Linked DNA regions of Mus musculus: region 2 is linked to region 1. A link is a contact called in public Micro-C data. All regions are on one chromosome and are shown on one strand. The core of a region is the stretch at or near the end of the contact, and the rest is flanking DNA. Distances in the headings are between cores, read along the strand shown.

Region 1 (6,686 bases), core at 3,289-5,788:
AGGAATAAATCACATATCAGTCTGTGCTGGATGAAATGTGTCCGACAGATGAGACCGTTCCTGGGTTCTCAAAATAGAGTCAGAAGCGCCTCGTAAAAGAGTCTCCTGGAGCATGGCACAGTCAAAAAAATAAAAAATAAAAACACTGTTTTATACAATGTAGAGTAACTCAGAGTAGGGCTGTACTAGGGTTCTCTAAAAGAGCAGAACTGGTAGGATGAGTGAACACACACACACACACACACACACACACACACACACACACACGCCTTATTAGAGTAGCTTACAGGTGGTGGCCTCTATAGTCCAAAACTGGCTGTCTTCCTGGTGGAAAGGCCAGGAATCTGATAGTTGTTCAGTCAACACTTGGGATAATCTTTTTGTGCACTGTGTAAAGGTTGTCTTTGTATTATTCAAATGTTAACTTAGGTACCAGCAGAGAGTTTAGTACTGTCTGCCAGGACCTTCGTATTGTTATGTTTATTGGAACATCACCTACCTGAGTATTTTGTAAACATTCTTCCCCATCACCTTCTGACGGGCTTAATAAAGAGCTGAAGGCAAACCGGCAAGGAAAGGCAGAACATCCGGACGGAAGTGGGAAGTGTGGGAAGAACTGAGAGGCTTGAGAGTCACCAACTGGACACAGCAGACAGAAGGAACAGGTGCCAAGACTGAGTATGTGAGAGACAGGTAACAGGTCATGTGCCAGGATGTGGAATAGAATAGTCAGGTTAACCTAAATGAGGTGAGATGGCTGAGAGGTGGCCAGCTAAAGTCTAAGCTTAATAGATAATATGTCATTATTATGTCTATATGACATTATTCAGAAGCTGGCAGGTCGAGGCAGCCCAGCAATAAAGACTGAATGTCTCTGCAGTCCCAATCTGGTGCTGGAGGTCTGGAGGGTTCCTGGAGAGCTTCTGGTCTTCAGTCTAAATTGGAATCCCAAAGAAGTCTGAATCCAGTTCCAATACCAGAGAAGAAATGTCTCAGCAACAGGGTAGATGAACAGACTGGTATGAGTGAGGAGACACTGGAAGATATAACCCATATTCAAAGTGAATCTTCCTACTTCGAATAATCCAATTAAGAAAATTCCTCATAGGTGTCTGCCCAGCTGCTTGGGTTTTAGTTAATTCAATATGTGGTCGAGTTGACAATCAAAGTTAGCCACCTCAAGGGCACAGCCTGACCTCAGCAAGTATACACACACTGTCAAAAATGTATTTAGGCATGGTGGTACAAGCTCTCATTCCAGGCTGAGGCAGAAAGCATGTAAGTTGTGAATCTGTCTGAACTATAAATTAAGTTCAAGACCAAGCTGAACAACTTGGAGAGACCCTGTCTTAAAACAGCAAGGTTTATAATAATAAAAGTGGGATGGGGGTGAAGAGGTGGCCCAGTGGATCAAGTGCTTGCCTCATGAGTCTAAGGACCTGTGTTCAATCCCAGGAATCCACGTAAAAATATCTGGACACGGTAGTACATACTTGCACACTTGGGTAATTCCAGAGCCAGGGACATGGAGATAGGCAGGTTCTGGGGCTTGCTGTCCAGCCAGCGCAGCCTACTTGTTGAATTTGAGGCCAAGGGAGAGACTTCATTTAAAAAATAAATGGGAAGCACCAGTGGTGTGACACTTGAGGTTCCTCCGATGACATCCAAGGTTCCTCTGATGACACCCAAGATTCCTCCAATGACACTCAGGGTTCCTCCAACGACACCCAAGGTTCCTCCAACCTCCACCAACACAGACACACACACACACCTGCTTGCACATCGACACTCACACACAACGCATGATGCATTTAACCACCAGCTTTCAACTGTCCTGAATTCTTTTATCTCATTACATTTTTATTTATTCAATGTCCGTGTGTGTGGCTCTGCATTGCACAGTACACCTGTAGAGGTCAGAGGACAACTTGCAGCAGTCATTTCTCTCCTTCTACTAACCTGGGATCAGGAATCAAATTGAGGTAAGCAGGCTCCTTTATCCACTTAGCCATAACACAGGCCCAACATTCCAGAAGATTAATGATCCACTCCTGGGAGCCAAGACAAGCCGGAGAAGTCTGCAGGGGTCTGGCGAGTCTGAGAGGCTAGATGTGGTTGAGTGTTTGTGTGAGATGCTCTTGTGTCTCCAGATTGGCGCTGTGTAAACATGTGTCTCGGAGGTCTCCGTCTCCTTTGGGGTGGTTTGAATAGGAAACACCACCCATAGGCTTGTGTATTTGAACATTTGGTCCCCAGTTGGTGGTACTGTTTGGAGAGGTTATAGAACTTTTGGGGTACAGCATTGCTGGAGAAAGACTGCCACTAGGGATAAGTCTTGAGAGTATGTAGCTTCACTGCCCTTCCAATTTGCACTCTGCTTCTTGGTGGTAAATAAAGATGTGATCTCTCAGCTTCCAACCCCTGCTTCCTTGCCTTCCTGGCATTAAAGTACATCTAGCCTGTTGCACTCACCTCGTCCAGCAAGAAAAACGCAACACAGTCGGATTCTTCTCAACAGCCTTCTTTATTTCAGGAACACCTTGCTACGGGAACTCCGGAAACCCAGGAAGGACTGCTTATATACACCCCAGCACTGGGGAGAGCTATGTGTCCTCCTGGGATTGGTCAGTCTGCCGGCACTTTGATTTGTATGCACCTGCTCGGGAGGGGTTGGCGCCAGATTCGGGCTATCGCCTGCGCAGTGGCGTTGTTTATGGCGACGGTGTACCGGAGGCCGGCGCCATCTTTTAGGCGCCCGGCTGCCTACACTAGCCCTCTGGAACTGTAAGCCAAAACACACTTTCTTCTGTTGCTCTTGCTTGTGGTGCATCCTGTGTGCCACGGCATGGCCTCACTGTCTATACTCTATGTGTGTTCACCTGTGCATACAGTTCCACATATATGTGCAGAGCCCAGAGTATAATGTGTGTCTACTCAGAGCTTTCTGCGCGTATAGACACTACTATTCTACACAGCATGTGTGTAACTGTGCTCAGCTTCTCATGTCTGTGCAAAGACCAATGTATCCACCCAGGAATCTCTGCATGTGTGAATGCTGCTATTTGTACATTACTGTTTCCCAGAGGGCCACATTTGAGAACTCACAAGAGTTTCATGCTAAGAGACCACTCACTCAGTTCCAGTGTGGAGCCAAGTTTAAACCCTTCTTCTGCTCACCTTTTCAGGTACTGGTGTACCCATCCTGGTAGGAGTGAAGATAGTCTATATTCATTCCTATTATTAAGTGTGTATGTGTGTGTGCACATGTGTGCATATGTGTGCGTGTACCTGTATGTGTATTTGTTTGTGTGTGTATATATATGAATGTATATATGCAGGTGGCTGTGGGTATGTGCGTTTGTCTGTATATGAATATGTGCTTGTGTGTGCAACTGTCTGGGGTATGTGTGTTTGTCTGTGTGTGGATATGTGCGTGTGTGTGCATGCAATTGTGTTGGGTGCCTATAGAGGTCAGAAGGGGCACAGGACCTTCTATAGCAGAAATTAAGCAGTTATGAGCCACCCAGTGTAGGTGTTGGGAACTGAACTCAGGTCCTCTAGAAGACTAGCAAGCACTCCTAACCACTGAGCCATCTCTCCAGCCCTGCGCATACCTCTTGCCTTCTATTTAAACCTACATCTAATACCAGGTCTCTAAGGATGGACTTGGAGGGGAGAGGTGGGAGGAGCAGGGGGCCGTTTGGTCCTCTTACAGGTGCAGCAACCCTGAATAGATACATTTTTTCTACTTCTCACTGTTGTTTGCCCTGGTTGCCTAGACTTCCTCTGAAGACTGGGCTGGCCTCAGATTCAGAGGTGCGCCTGTCTCTGCCTGCCCAGTGGGATTGAAGGCGTGCACCACCACATGCACTTATTTTTGAGACAATGTCTCTCACTGAACCTGGAACACTGGATCAGACTGGGTAGCCTGCCCTTCCCTGGGATTCTCCTATCTGCCAGCTCAGTACTGGAGTTCTCACAGGTGGCCTTACCACACCCTGACTTTATTTAGTCAGGTGGGGGTGGGGAACTAAAATCAATTCCACTTGCTTGCACAGCAAGCACTTGACCCTTTGAGCCATTTCCTCGACTGACTTTCTTAGAATGAGTCGCTGAATCTGGTTTGTTAGGAGACTGCCAGGACTCAAGCTCTAACCTTAACAGCTCTGGTAACAGTGCGTTAGTTGAAGAAGTGGAGTTAGCGGTAGTGGCAGTATTTACACCGGGAAAACAGACAGATACCAAGCAGAATGATCGCTGGTAGACATTTACAAACCCAGCGTTCAGCTCCACATGTTTCCATGGGTCCACACACCCACATATGTGTCTGTCCCCATGTGTGTTCCAGCGTGTGTCTGTCTAGAGACATGTGACTTGCATGTCCCATGTGTCTCTGTTTGTGTGCCCGAGTGTTAGGGTGAGGCCCTCACACCCCGTTCCTCTTCAGCAGTTGGCGCCACAGGAAGCTGCCGGGTGGGGGTTCAGTGCTGCTGCCTCCCCTCCCCTCCCCTCGTGGGAGGCTTTACATTCTTTACTTTACTTCCCCGTGACGCCTACGGCAGGTACAGGCTGAGGGTGGACTCCCAGATCCTCATAACCCACCTCCATTTGTTTTCTCCTCTCCTTGCTGACCCCTGCTGCCTGCTGCTCAATATTGATGAAGACAACCATAAAAAGCCGGTGGCTTAGAAAGAGGAAACTGGGCAGAGTTGAGCCACTCTGTGGTTAGCCTGGCTCATGTGTCCCTTGAAACCCTGGTTGTGTGACATGGGAGCTGCAAGAGCTGTTAACAAAGCCAGTTACCTACCTGAGCAAGAATCGGGAACTCATGGGTGAGTGACTATCTTGAAGAGTGGTGGGCACTTCGGGATCTGCACGTCTGAGAGTCTGTGAGGCAGGAGATTGACTCCTATAGCCGGGACACAACAGTAAGAGAGTGGGGCAGCTGTTTGCACTGCAGAGATCAGGAATCCTAAAATGACCCTGGAGGGTGCTGGGGAGATAGCTCAATTGATAGGGTGCTTGCTTAGCATGGGCAAAGTCCTGGGTTTCATCCCCAGCACTGCATAAGTCAAAGCTGGGTGTTGTACGCTGTCAAGCATCACTTGGGAGATGGAGGCAGGAGGATTAGAGGTTTAGGTTATCCTCAGCTACATAGGGAGTTCAGAGGCCACCTGGTCTAGAGGAGACCTATGATGGAGTCTGAAGGAACCTTTTGTAAGCAAAGCCTGTGTGGGGACGGAGGAGTAGGGGGCCAGGGATGAGGGAGGAAGTCTAAGCGCCTTTTCAGCAGGTGTCCGTGTTTTGCCTTGTTCTGTTTTGTTTTGCTTTTGAATCTGGGTCTCACCATGCAGTCCAGGCTTGCCTCCAACTCCCAGCATTCCTACTTGTGCCTCCCCAGTTCTGGGGTAACAGGTATGCACGCATACCACCACACTGCAGCTTGACCTCTTCACCTTTCAAAGCATTGGCTCTGGGGTTTTGTTCAGCCTTGCCTGACACAGACTTGGAGAATCCTGTCTGCAAAGCAAAATTTTAAGGCTGACATCTGCTGAAAAGCCGATCTTTCCAGGTCTTCCAAATGGGGACCACCCTCTGCTCAATAGCCCTCCAGCTGTAGGCCCTTAACCCTGGGGAGTCACTGGTGGCTCCCTTTGTGGCCCAGTTTGAGGAACCTCCCACAACAACTGCCGGAATGGAGTGAGGTGAGGAGGCAGGCTGTGGTTTGTACCAGGCACACCCAAGACTACAGTTTCCTCAGTTTCTGTTGACTTTGTGCACTCTCGGGTGTAGGAAGGCGACCCCTGGAGCCATGTATCAGTGGATTTAGAGCTGACCACTCTAACGGAGGTGGTGAGTTAGGTAGGAGACAGGCTTTGAATGTGGCTCCCACAGGGCTGACCCTCCAAGAGAGTCACCCTGGTTTCTGAGGGAAAACTCCAAGTTGTACCCACCTTTAAGCACCCTTCTTGTGACTGTAAATTCCTGTCTGAGGCAGCTTTTCATGGGTCTTGAAGAGGACCTAGGGAGATAACACAGAATAAGAACTTGGTTCAGCTCCCCTAAACTCATGAAAAAAAAAAACAGGTTTTGAGCATGGTGGTGCAGGCCTGATAGCTCAGCACTGTGGAGGCAGAGACAGGATCACTGAAGCTCTCCGACTAGCCAGTTTAGCTGAATCAGTGAACCTCAAGGAGAGTCAGGGAAAGCCGGTCTCGAAAATAAAAATAAGAAAAAATAAGGTGGGAGCCAGCAAGACGGTTCAGCAGGTAGAGGCTAAGCCTGAGGACCCGAGCCTGAGCCCTGGGATCCATACGTTGGAGAGAGAACTGACTCCTGCAAGTTGCCCTCTGACCTCTGCTCACGTTCTGTGGATTGTGCCCACACGTGCAAATTAATAATCAACTAATAATTAACTAAGTTTATAAAAAAGACAGAAAGCGATTGTGGGAAACACTCCATGTCAACCTCCTGCCTCACACACATACACACTTGTACACACACCAGCATGTGCTCATGCATAGGTCACGCGCATGTGGTTAACTGCAAACTCCTCAGTGAATCTGGACTGAACCATCTCTGACCCCCAGGTCTCCCCAACTCCCAACACCGATCTAGGAATGCGCTTGGGCTCACTCCTGTGGTTAGTGCTGGAGCGTCATTTTAGATAGGTCATGTGTTCGAAT
Region 2 (6,733 bases), core at 2,966-5,465, 35 kb after region 1:
ATAGGTTGTGCTTTGAGGAACAATTCCCACAGTTGTCTTCTGGTCTCTACATGAAAGCACACACAGGTGTATACATACACACACCACACCAGAGACAGAGGCGGAGAGAGACGAATCCTAGCCATAAATGTTACCAGTGGGCTTAGGCGAAAGGGAGCCTGTCCTGAAGCCCCAACCAGGCAGAGATGAGCCCTACCTAAGGTAGAACTTACAGTGAGAGGAAAACAGGTTGGGGTCTCAACCATGGAGAGTGTGTTTCAGACTTGTGAGAGCAGCTGATACCTGGGGAATGCATGCTTTGGGACTATGACCTGTGATCCCTGAACATGACCAATGGATTTGAGTCCCACAGCCTCAAGTGTAACTAGGAGTTCTGGGAGAGGGTTACAGTCTGTGACTGAGTAGAGGAAGCCCCTGGTGTAGCTGGAGTCTGGAACTGGGGGAGGAGGTGTGACACTGGCTGTGTGTACCTGGGATACACAAGGGCAGTCTGTAGCCCAGGCTTCAAATCCTGTTCCCCCAACAGGAATGTAGCAGCCCTGAGAAAAGGCTAAGATCCAAGTCAGTGCCTGTGTCCTGTGAGATCAGCTGTATGGAACTGGCTTCAGACTCAGATGTGTGCACATCACCTGTACAAGGTAGCCCAGCCTGGGAAAGTCTTTCTGGCATACCAAGTGGCTGAGGCAGGGGAAATCTCCATGGGTGGAGCCCCAGCAGGGCCACAGGGAAGACAGGAGCTGATGGCAGAAGACAGGGTCACTTAGGCAGGAGGTTGGCAATACTTAGGTCCAGAAAGAGGTACCACCTCCAATGTCTGCCATCTACTCCTCTCTGGAATGCCTCTAGCTCTTCTACTCCTTCCCCCTTCTTTCTTCCCTGTACCTCATTTTCTTCCTCCCCTCTCCCTCCTCCCTTTCTTCCCTCCCTCCCCCTTGCCTTTCTCCTTCACTCCTTTAAAATTGTTTATAATTGTAATTAATGTGTGTAGCGGTAATTTTAGCTACACTGCTTTGTACTCCCTATGGGTTGCACATAAACACCCGCCCAAGACCTATCTGAATTCAAAAATGAAAGAAAGACACGCGCACACACACACACACACACACACTCCTTCTGGTACTCTTAGTTTAACACCCTCTAATTCTATATTCTATCTTTGTTGCCCTGGCTCCTGCTGGGCAGCCCTTCTGGGGGCCACATTCCTTCTCACCTATTTCGGATGATTTTCCTTCTGCAACTCTTAATCTGGTCGTCTCCCTCGTTCCTCTCTCCCAGTCCCTAGCCAGTGCAAATCTAAAGGTCCCGCCTCAGTCAACCTGCCTAGCTATTGGCCGGCTCTTTAATGATGGATCAAAAACCAGTTGAAGACACAGACCTTCGGTGTTTGGACACCCAGATTCCCGATTTTGTGGGCCAGATTAATTCAAATCATTAGAACCAAACCCCAACATATGTGTGTGATGGCGTGTTGGGAGGGGCATGCACATATCATAACACACATTGGAGGTCAGAGGACAGGAGCTGGTTCTCCTTTCACTGTGTGGATCCAGGGAATTGAACTTGCAGCAGCATCCTTGGGAGCAAGCACCTCTACTTACTGAGCCATCTTCAACCTCCCTCCCACTCCCCTTTTCCTCTTTCTCCTTCCCTCCCCTGTTCTGGCTCTCTCTTTATTTCCCTCTTGGTCTCTGAATCTCTACCAAAGGCCACACTTCTGTATTCTCACTCAAGCAGTCATCATACAAATCCAACCTGCTATTTTGAACGGGTCTGAGCCTCCTTGGCTTCCCTCAGTAAGAAGGCACAGTGAACAGCTCCTGAGTGTTCCTGGGACAGCCTCCATGTTTGCCCAGGCACACTATGATGATGATGCAGTCCCTGGTCCAAAGCTTCCCGACTCTCTGCCCTGAGAGATTGCTAGTGTTATACTCGTAGGCTGGAGGTAGGCAGGTGTAGAGCTGGATCCTTCCTCATTCCTGTGTCCCCTAGGCCTTGAACCCCCGGTGCTGGAGTGTTTGGAAAAGGACCATGTGGAGCCAGAACATGTGTGAGTGTCTGTCCCAGAACAGACAGGAGTGCCCCAGGGATCCTGCTAGGGGGAGGTGGGAAGAAGCTGGGACCACCCACCACTGGGGCCAGGGGATGCAACAGTGCTGTTTGTAAGCAACCATAGCTGGGGCTGGGGCTCATCTGATAGATACCCTATGACTACATAAGCCAGGCATGTGGTAATATCTACCTGTCATCCCACCACTCGGTGGGTAGAGGTAGGAAGATTGGGAAGAGTGAGTTCAAGGTCATCCTCAGCTAACTGTGAGTAGGAGGTTGGCCTAAAATACATGAGAACTTGTTCCAAAAAAAGGGGGGGGGTGTTTTTTATGTAGCTTAATCTTACTTAGACTCACATAATGGGGCCTCTCTCTCAAACAACCTTTGCCTAAAGGAAAGACACCCCAGAATCTTCAGGGCACCCAGTTAAGAGTGTACATGGGACCTTGGGCCTGGCCAAGTAATCGTGGTTCGTGTGTGTGTATATCCCATCTCTTCCTAGGTTGATAGTACAACAGGTGCTTCAGGAGCTGAGGCAGTATCATGGGTAAGTGAGAAGGGAGCAGGCATGAAGGAGAGGACAAACGTGGGACAGGTAAGGGAGATATGTGGTGTGTACACAAGGGACAGGTGTCGGCATCTGTAGGGGAGCACACAGTTACAGGATCTGGTAGGAGGAAGAAGGGGGCTTATGGCTGTGATGATACATGCACATCACCTCAGCGTTAGGAGACTGACAAAGCAAGAAGACTGTGAGTTTAAGACTAACTTGGGCTGTGTAGTGAAACTCTGCCAAAGAGGGGAGGGGAGGTAGGAAGAAGAGAAGGAGGCAGGAGTTAAGAATACAATGAAGGTGGTAGAGGGAGGGGAAGAAGAAGAAAAAGGAAAAAATGAGGAAGGAAATGGTGCTGAGGGGGAGGATGGAGAGATGAAGCAAGGAAACCCTATGGAGAATGAGACAAAGAGAAGGTCTCTGATTCCTGAGATCTGTTAGAGAACTTTCCCACGTGCTCAAGTGGTTTGTCCAAGGCTCAGTACTGCTGCCCTCTGCTGGAAAGCTGCTGTAGTGCCCCTGGATGTAAGTCCACAGTCAGTGGTGGGCCCTCAGACAGGAGCCCCTGTGATGCACCTCTAAAGCTCTGGGGATGCAGAAGTGAAGGATACGAGTTGAGTTGCCTGCATACCTACATGTCCGTCCCACTCTGCCCCTACAGGGCCCGTCAGCGAGCTCGCATGTCCACCAGCCCTGGAGGAGCCCACTCCAACCTCACCTGGTTTGAGTTCCTGTCTGAGTAAGCACACATTGCCAGAGGTGGCTATAGTAGAGCCTTTATGCCAAGTCTCCTAAGAGCTGACTTCACCTAGAGAGCAAAGGCTGAGACATGATAATCACAGGTTCAAGGGCTGCCTGGGCTGCAGAGTAAGGGGATGGAAAGTGAAAGGAGAGGAAAAAGAAAACCCTAGGGAAGAAGAGACAGGGAGCTGGGAACCAAAGATGGGATCACATTAGGGGGCAACATATTCCTGGGGCACCTTCCAGAGTTGCCTCAGAAGGTACCTGAAGCTTTCCTCACTGTCCAGGAGCGAGGATGGTGCGTGCAAGATTGAGAAGCCCGGCAAGAGCACCAGAGTGAAGCGCAGCCTGAGCTCCCTCCGCAGCAGGGTCACGAGGCAGAAGGAGAAGGTGAGGGGGCTGAACTGGAACTTGGGGACTCGCACTTCCTTTCCATGCTCCGTAATGTACCCTTGACTTGGGAACCCTGGGATCCAAGCCAGGACTAGATAAACAGAGGTGGAGGGCGTAAAAAGACTAGCCTCTGCAGGAGATATCCTAAGACCCATCATTTTCTCGTGCAGGGGAAGAGTCCAGCACATCTAAAAGATAAGACTCAGGATCTTCCAGGGAAGCGGGAGTGTGTCAATGGGCACCAGCTGATGCGAGGAACCTTCTCGGGCCACTCCAGCTGTCCTCTGTGTGGCGAACCTTTGCTGAACTCAGGTGAGTCCCAGCCCCATCCATCCATCCAATGGAGTGTCAGCCTTTTTTCTTCATAATGTCCCTCCATTCTCTGGTACCTCCTGGCTCCATTTCACCCTCTCCAATGTGAGCAAGTGTAAATAGCAACCTGGAAAGGGCCAGAGGGACCCGTTGGGCACTGAAGATGGTGATTAAGCTCTCTGTCTCAGCTTTGGCCTTTGTAAAAATCCAGTAGGATCTGGACTCAGGCAGAGTATTTATCAGATGTGGTGACAAAATAGCATGTGTTTCCTGGTTAAAATCTCAGAAATGTGTTTTGTTGTAGCACTGGGACCTGGCTGGCCAAGGTCATGTTATCTACAGGTGTCGGGTTTCTCCACACCCTTCTTGCACATTCTGGTAGCTCTCCAACCTCGTGACAGCATCATCCTACAATGTTCTTGTGTGCACACTGGAGTTCCAAACTCTCTTGTCTCTTTTTCCTTCCACTGTATGTGTGCTTATTCACGTGTGCACTTAAAGGTGCTCGTGTATGAACACCAAAGAACAAGCTTGGCAGTCTTTCCTCGTATGCCTTTCCATCATGGTTTAATGTGTGATTTGTGTCCAGGTGAATCCATGTACATACATGCACACATGTCCTCGTGCATGTGGAGGCTAGGGATTAATTCTGGGTACCTGCCTCTATCACTCTCCACATGATATTTTGAGACAAGGTCTTCGGAGAATCTGGGGTTTGCTGACTCAGCAAATCCTCCTACCTCGGACTTGTGCACTGTGTGCCCTCATGCTCAATTTATTGTTTATTATTTTTATGTGGGTTCTGGGGGGTTGAACTTGGATCCTCATGCTTTCAGGGAAAGTACTTTTTCTGATGTGTCACCATGCCAGTCTCCAATCTCCTTCCCTTTAAGGACCCATCGTCACTTTGGAGTAAGGGCTCAATCTAGACCATTATGAAGCTCATTGTGAGTTAAGATGAAGTAAATGTGCAAGGAAAAATTTCCAAACAAGATCTTAATCTTTATTTCAGTTGCATCTTATTTATTTTTATTTCCTGTGTAGATGTGTGTGTGTGTGTGTGTGTACATGGAGGTCAGTTCTCTTCTCTCACTATGTGGGTTCCGGGATAGAATTCAGGTTATTAGTACTTTACTGGCCCATGGGCTTATTCTGCAATAAGAGAAGGGATGGGGCTATAATATATTAGTTGAGAGGAGACAGTTCAACTCATAGCACAGAGTTTCCTCCCTCCTGGAGCTGTCCAAAACTGCTAGGCAAGGCTGGGCTGGCATAAGTCTGTGCTTGGCAAATAGACCTAGGTTACTGGAATCCCTGGAGAGAGAGAGAACTCTGATTGTCCCTGGGATTTAGAACTTACCCTTTTGAAATCAAGCCCAATTTTGAGGAGAATTAAAGAGAAGGTGGTATGTATGGTAGTTGCTCCTTAAAAGACATGTATGTTGTATCTTTTAAGATGTAGTTCAGCTGGCAGAGCATTTGTCTAGCATGCAGAAAGCTCTGGGCTCCGCCTTCAGCACAGGTGGTGCATGCCTGTGTTCCCAGAATTCAGGATGTGGAGGCAGGAGGATCAGAAGCTTAATACCATAGTAGGTTAGTGTTGGGAGCCGCGCCCACATTCGCCGTTACAAGATGGCGCTGACAGCTGTGTTCTAAGTGGTAAACAAATAATCTGCGCATGTGCCGAGGGTGGTTCTCCACTCCATGTGCTCTGCCTTCCCCGTGACGTCAACTCGGCCGATGGGCTGCAGCCAATCAGGGAGTGACACGTCCTAGGCGAAGGATAATTCTCCTTAATAGGGACGGGGTTTCGTTTTCTCGCTCTCTTGCTTCTTACACTCTTGCTCCTGAAGATGTAAGCAATAAAGTTTTGCCGCAGAAGATTCTGGTCTGTGGTGTTCTTCCTGGCCGGGCGTGAGAACGCGTCTAATAACAGGTTAGATAGTAAATTCAAGCTTGGATACATGAGATCCTATCGTGTGTGTGTGTGTGTGTGTCTGTGTGTGTGTGTGTGTGTCTGTGTGTCTGTGTGTGTGTCTGTGTGTGTGTGTCTTTGTGTATCTCTGTGTGTGTCTCTGTGTCTGTGTGAATGTGCACATGTGTCCATGCATGTAAACATTAGTAGCAAAAGGTCAAACTACAGAGTATTTACAAGCAAGACTCAGGCAAGTTCAAGGTTCAACTGCAGGACATCAGCACTGTTGGCCTTTGAGGCTAATCATCCCCCTAGAATGACCTTGACCCACTAGGCACTAATAGCACCTGCCTAGTCTAAAGTCGTGACAAAATGTCTCCAAACATTGTCAAATGTCTTTTGTTGGTGCAGGATGGCCCAAGGTGAGACCTGGTTATCTAAGACTACCAGCAGGCCCTAGGGTGTGTAAGAACAACAGACCTAGTGCCTCCCAGACACCTGAAAGACCGGCTTTTCTTCATCACCCTGTCCCCACCCCTTTTTTGTCATAGTGTCATTTTACTCATTCAGGGACTATAGGACAGTCTGCCTGTGGCTACTGCTGTTTATTGTAATGGTGACTGGACACAAGAGACATGACACATTAGGCCAGTATTCCACAGCTGAGCTACACCCCAGTCCCTCATTGGGGGATTCTAGGCGGGTGCTCTACTACTGAGACACACCTCCAGCCTGATTTTTACTTTTGAGATAGAATGTCTTCTTTTGAG

Evidence for each region. Hi-C and Micro-C count contacts between places; a contact is called where the count stands out from the background.
Region 2: a contact with region 1 is called in a Micro-C map of the AtT-20 cell line, with 5 times the contacts expected there. The contact joins the enhancer-like site here to the promoter of Arhgef18 in region 1. A contact is called at or near these places in 1 of 39 promoter capture datasets (macrophages), 4 of 15 datasets of contacts at CTCF or cohesin (CD8 T cells, the G1E-ER4 cell line, embryonic stem cells and 1 more), 90 of 484 Hi-C or Micro-C datasets (3T3-L1-derived adipocytes, the AML12 cell line, the AtT-20 cell line and 54 more), 16 of 115 datasets of contacts at active chromatin or transcription factors (the 230-238 cell line, the SCID.adh cell line, T-cell acute lymphoblastic leukemia and 9 more) and 5 of 9 other capture datasets (adipose tissue, embryonic stem cells, liver and 2 more).

Annotation. Positions count from the first base shown.
Region 1 is chr8:3,348,899-3,355,584 of GRCm38.p6, forward strand. Arhgef18 (rho/rac guanine nucleotide exchange factor (GEF) 18) reads left to right here and starts at 4,539. Exons shown (of 29, transcript NM_001370668.1): 1 at 4,539-4,832. The coding sequence starts at 4,829. Gm30369 (a long non-coding RNA gene) reads right to left here. Exons shown (of 5, transcript XR_870091.2): 2 at 5,955-6,022; 3 at 4,808-4,909; 4 at 1-1,036.
Region 2 is chr8:3,384,371-3,391,103 of GRCm38.p6, forward strand. It overlaps Arhgef18 (rho/rac guanine nucleotide exchange factor (GEF) 18), which reads left to right. Exons shown (of 29, transcript NM_001370668.1): 5 at 527-638; 6 at 1,990-2,047; 7 at 2,552-2,596; 8 at 3,264-3,341; 9 at 3,631-3,733; 10 at 3,907-4,048. Among named protein-coding and RNA genes, the nearest start is that of Gm30369, 32 kb to the left of the region's middle. Within about 2 kb of position 4,216, at least 19 of the 459 cell types and tissues checked have an H3K27ac peak or open chromatin away from gene starts, as enhancers often do. A contact at or near this core is called in the AtT-20 cell line, the N1E-115 cell line, the SCID.adh cell line and 3 more, where this site is marked.